2 separate regions of the Sus scrofa genome follow, and region 2 is linked to region 1. A link is a contact called in public HiChIP or PLAC-seq data. All regions are on one chromosome and are shown on one strand. Each heading gives the region's core, a stretch centred on a gene start, on an enhancer-like site or on the middle of the called end of the contact. The rest is flanking DNA. Distances are from core to core; before and after follow the strand shown.

Evidence for each region. HiChIP or PLAC-seq counts read pairs in DNA pulled down with a chosen protein or histone mark.
Region 2: an H3K27ac HiChIP or PLAC-seq map of alveolar macrophages shows a contact between it and region 1. The contact joins the enhancer-like site here to the promoter of SGCA in region 1. A contact is called at or near these places in 14 of 47 Hi-C or Micro-C datasets (alveolar macrophages, embryonic fibroblasts, epiblast stem cells and 8 more) and 2 of 2 datasets of contacts at active chromatin or transcription factors (alveolar macrophages and skeletal muscle).

Annotation. Positions count from the first base shown.
Region 1 is chr12:26,355,386-26,358,085 of Sscrofa11.1, forward strand. SGCA (sarcoglycan alpha) reads left to right here and starts at 1,409. Exons shown (of 10, transcript NM_001144122.1): 1 at 1,409-1,460; 2 at 2,529-2,648. The coding sequence starts at 1,424.
Region 2 is chr12:26,500,157-26,502,856 of Sscrofa11.1, forward strand. No RefSeq gene overlaps it. Among named protein-coding and RNA genes, the nearest start is that of TMEM92, 35 kb to the left of the region's middle. Within about 2 kb of position 1,260, at least 6 of the 83 cell types and tissues checked have an H3K27ac peak or open chromatin away from gene starts, as enhancers often do. A contact at or near this core is called in alveolar macrophages, where this site is marked.

The DNA of each region.
Region 1 (2,700 bases), core at 159-2,658:
CTTCTTTATACCCCGTCTCTCTATCTGGCTTGTCCCCTCCAGGGCTTTCTCTCTTCCTAGACCTGGGGCGTATGCTGGGGAGTGGGGGGGGACCTTATCTGAGGACAGGGCTGGGTGAACAGGCACCCTCATGTACTATTCATGAAGCTGTCACTTCACCCTCTACACCTACCAGTTGCTGGGCCCTGGGCCAGCCCCAGGGATGCAAAGATTATAAGATCCCAATCTGTCTGCAACTCTGTGTGGTTGGGCTGTGCATGGGGCTGAGGGAGCCCCAGCTTGGCCTAGGGAAGGAGGGAGCACAGAAAAAGAGAGGATGCCCCTGCTGAGTCTTGAGAGGTGAGCAGAAGTTTGCTGGTTGGATGAGGGCAGGAAGGGAATTTGGGGCAGAGGGAATAGCATATGCAAAGGCATGTGGACTCAGGGGAGCTTATCAGGTTGTGGGGTGCCAGAGTGAGCTGGGCAGAAGCCTGGGGTAGTGTGTGTGTGTGTGTGTGTGTGTGTGTGTGTGTGTGTGTGTGTGTTGGGGGCGGGGTTAGAAAGAAGGGAAGGGGGAGTTCCCGTCATGGCTCAGTGGTTAATGAATCCGACTAGGAACCATGAGGTTGCGGGTTTGACCCCTGGCCTTGCTCAGTGGGTGAAGGATCCGGTGTTGCTGTGAGCTGTGGTGTAGGCCAGTGGCTACAGCTCCAATTCGACCCCTAGCCTGGGAACCTCCATATGCTGCGGGAAGCGGCCCTAGAAAAGGCAAAAAGACAAAAAAAAAAAAAAAAAAAAGAAAGAAAGAAAGAAGGGAAGGGGATTCTAGATAGGATGGCCAAGAACAGACAGGGCCTGAAAGCCACCAGCAGCTGGGAAACTCAGAGCAGTGGGAGCCCTTAGGGTTCTAAGGGGGGGATCAAGGCCATCAGGTTGGAGGTTTAGAAAATATACTCTGGCCCCGAGGAGGGGAGGATTGGAGGGACCTTGTCTTTTTTTGTTTGTTTGTTTTTTGTTTTGTCTTTTTGCCTCTTCTAGGGCCGCTCCCTCGGCATATGGAGGTTCCAGGCTAGAGGTCGAATTGGAGCTGTAGCTGCCGGCCTACACCACAGCCACAGCAACTCCAAATCCAAGCCGCGTCTGTGACCCACACCACAGCTCACGGCAACGGCGGGTCCTCAACCCACTGAGCGAGGCCAGGGATCGAATCCGCAACCTCATGGTTCCTAGTCGGATTCGTTAACCACTGAGCCACGACGGGAGCTCCTTGTCATGTGAGGAGGTGTCTGCCTTAGATTTAGTGCCTACTCTGGGAAGGGGTGGGGAGGGCCCCACGGGCTGAAGCCGGGCCCAGCTGCTCTGGGCCACTTTCCCGTTCCTCCCTCCGCCCTCCTCCCTGCTCCTGTCTCTGTCACTCACAGGGCAGGGCCAGCCTGGGGCGGCCATGGCAGCAACGCTGATCTGGATTTCTCTCCTCGTGGGCAAGTTGGGGGCTTCTTCAGGGGAGAGGCCCAGGTTGAGGGGGTGAGAGGTTCCTCAGGGGAGGGCTTGGGGGTCAGGGCAAGGCAGGAGCAGAAGGACTCTGGGGTGTGAATGCCACAGCTGGTGGGGGCTCCAGGGAACGGGGAGCTGGGACCTGGGAGGGGTGGGGTGTCCTGGGCCAGGCCGGGCCTAACCACACAGGTCCAGAGTGTCGTGGGCCCTTTAATGCGCTGGCTGGGCTGGCTTCTTTCTGAGTCCAGGCTAAATCTGGCTCTGGGAGGGTGCGGGGGCCGCTGGGGCAGGTCCTCTCCCTGGGGCTCGGGATCCTCTTCGCTCAGCTCTTAGTGGCCTCCAGTGGAGGCCCTGTTCCCCCCGGCTATTAAAGGAGGGGGGTGGGAACCCCAGAATGGCCACCTGCCTCCTCCAAGGGGTTCTTCCCTCTCTTCCTCCCACCCCTCCAGGCGCCCAGACAGTCAGCTTGGCATTCTTTTCCAAGTGCTTTTTTTTCCTAATTTTTTTTTTTAAATTATTTTTTTTAGGGCTGCACCCACAGCATATGGAGGTTCCCAGGCTAGGGGTCGAATCGGAGCTACAGCTGCCGCTTACACCACAGCTCATGGCAACGCCGGATCCTTAACCCACTGAGCGAGGCCGGGGATCAAAGCGGCATCTTCATGGATACTAGTCAAATTCGTTTCCACTGAGCCAGGAACTCCTCCAAGTGCTCTTAACATGCACGCATGTGTAGACACACACACACACATGCACACGCACACACACACCCCTCCCAGCCAGCCACTGTGACTCCCAATGGGAGCCTAACATGAAGAGTGAGGGGGCTTCCATGAATCCAAACCAAACTAAAGCCTGGGTTTCTTCGCTGGTTAAAGTGTGTGGCTCGGCCAGGGCCCCACCCCATCCTTCCTGGGAGCCAGCAAAGCTGTCCCCCTCCTCGCACACGTCTCTCTGGTCCCTTAGGGCCACCAGGGACTGGGTGAAAAGGGGAAGCTTATTCCTTGGCCAGGACTGAGGCTGGTCTGTGTGTTTGGGGGTGTGGGTCCCCACAGGTCTCCTGGCAGGGCTGGGGGGCACCGAGATCCAGCAGACCACCCTGCACCCACTCGTGGGCCGCGTGTTTGTATACACCCTGGACCATGATGCTTTCCTGCAGCTTCCTGAGCACGTTGGTAAGAGGGGCCTGGGGGCGCACTGGGTGGGCTGGTGGGGGGTGCAGGTGAA
Region 2 (2,700 bases), core at 10-2,509, 140 kb after region 1:
TAGCATAATGCCTCATCAGTTGTAGAGTGTTCTAGAGGGTGAGGACTGCTATGGAAAAAAAAAAACAGGGCAAGGGGAATAGGGCTGTGGGGCAGAATGGATACAACCAAAAGCAGGGAGGCCAGGGGAGCCCTTTGAAGAGTCATTTGAGCAAAGACTTGAAGGAGGCAAATAAGCGACCTTTGTTGATATCAAGGAAACTTGTTCCAGGAAGAGGGAACAGCAGGTGCCGAAAGCCAGCAGTAGGATCGCATCGGGAGTGTTGGCGGACATTGAGGAGGCCGGCGTGGCTGCAGTGGAGGAGATCTTCAGAAAATAATAGGACTGGGAGTTCCCGTTGTGGCTCAGTGGAAATGAATATGACTAGTATCCATGAAGACAAAGGTTCGATCCCTGGCCTTGCTCAGTGGGTCGGGGATCCGGCGTTGCCATGAGTTGTAGTGTAGGTTGCAGACGTGGCTCAGATCTGGCATTGCTGTGGCTGTGGCGTAGGCTGGCGGCTACAGCTCTGATTAGACCCCTAGCCTGGGAACCTCCATATGCCTCAGGTGCAGCCCTAAAAAGACAAAAAAGAAAATAACAGGACTGAACCAGTGGATTCAGTTTTCCTGATAACTCCAGCCTTTGATGTGGTTTAGCACATACCCATTTGTGACTTAGAGTCTGGGCCTAAACAACTGTCCTGGGCAACACTGTGGTCCCGGGTCACTTTACTACATTCTGAAGGGTTTAATCTCAAGGAAACAAGCAAACCCTTCTCTCTGCAAAGGGGGGTAAAAAATGAAAATGGGCCAGAAAATGAAAATTGTGTCACCCAAAGGAGGCAGAGGGATGTGCAGGAAGGGTCCCAGTTCTGCCACTTAGAACAAGTCCCCATGCTGGCCTCACTGCATCTGCTTCCACATATGTAAAATGGGGTGATAACCTCCACGACTATGAGGCTAGAATTCAAAAACAAGCCCCCAGCCCTCAGCATATGGCCATGCCCCCTGCCTCCCGCCAGATCTCAAATCCACAGGCAGCTCAGGTGCCGGGTAAGATCTCTGCATGGCTTTGTCTATTTTTTAATACTGAATTCTTCCACTTAGAATAATGCTGGGGAAAAAATGTTGGAGCCTAAATCCTAAACAAATAAAACTCATGAAACAGCTGGCACCGTTCACCTTGTAACCATTCAAAAGGACATGGCCTAATGCCCACTTGACTCCCTTGGTTGCTGGGCAGCTTGCCCTCTGGGACTCCTTGTCCTCTGCTGCCATCGCCTGGAAGGAAGAGGGACTGGAGGGACACAGAGGGAGGGAGACCCATGGAGAGGACAATAGCAAGGACCCTTCTTGCCAGTATGGAGGCTCTGGACGTACCCCACAGAGGCCAGCAGTGCATCTCACATGAAAAGGCAAGTGGTGTGGCTTGAAAAGCTTGGTTTATAGGCCCTTTTCAGCACCCACAGATGGTTCACTCTCCAAGGAGGAAGTCCTAACAATGACAGATCTAGTCCACCGCCTTCCCCAAGGCTGAACTACACCACAGGGTAGAATCAGGATTCCAACTCACAGCCCTAAATCCAAATCCAGGGCTGTTTTAAAGCCTGGCTCCTCAGAGTACAGTCCTCGGACCGGCTGCCAATGCATCATCTGGGAACTTGTTAGAAAAAGGCAGAATCTCAGTCCCAGCAGAAATCTATCAAATCAGCATTTTAATAGGTCCCACAGGCACATGTGTGAGAGCACATGGAGCAGTGACTTTGAACACACTGCCTTCCAATTCTCCTAGGCACATTACAATGCTTATTTCCCCCAATGAAAATCACATTGTTTTTCCCTGCTTATAAAGAAATTCAGACAATATAGGAACATTTAAAGTGGAAAGCCATAAATATTGTGATGTATAAATACCCTTCTAAACATCTACCATGTGCGTACACAGACACTTTTACAAAAATCAGATTGTATTCTAAATACTCTCATATAGTCTTCTTTTTACATAAGATTCTCTTCTCTTTTTTTAATTTTAATTTTAGTTTTTTGTCTTTTTAGGGCCCACCTGAGGCATATGGACGTTCCCAGGCTAGGGGTCAAGTCGGAGCCGTAGCTGCCAGTCTACACCATGGCCACAGCAACGGGATCCGAGCCGCATCTGCAACCTACCCCACAGCTCACGGCAATGCCGGATCCTTAACCCACTGAGCGAGGCCAGGGATCAAACCCATGTCCTCATGGATCCTAGATGGGTTTGTTAGCAATTGAGCCACGATGGGAAGTCCTAAGATTCTTTTCTTTGCGATATGCAGAGGTTCCTGGGCCAGGGATTGAACCTGTTCCACAGCAGTGACGATGCCAGATCCTTAACCCATTGAGCCACAAGGGAACTCCTTACTTAAGATGTTTTAAAAGAGCACTTGCTCAATGAATATTTGTCAAATGAAAAAAACGGAGTAAACAGGAGTTACTGTTGTGGCTTAGTGGGCTACAAACCCAACTACCATCCATGAGGATGCAGGTTCAATCCCTGGCCTAGCTCAGTGGGTTAAGGATTGGCATCGCCATGAGCTATGGCATAGGTTGCAGATACAGCTCAGATCTGGCATTGCTGTGGCTGTGGCATAGGCCAGCAGCTGCAGCTCAGATTCCACCCTTAGCCTGGGAATTTCCATATGCTTCAGGTGCTGCCCTTAAAAAAAAATTTAAAAATCAGGAGTAT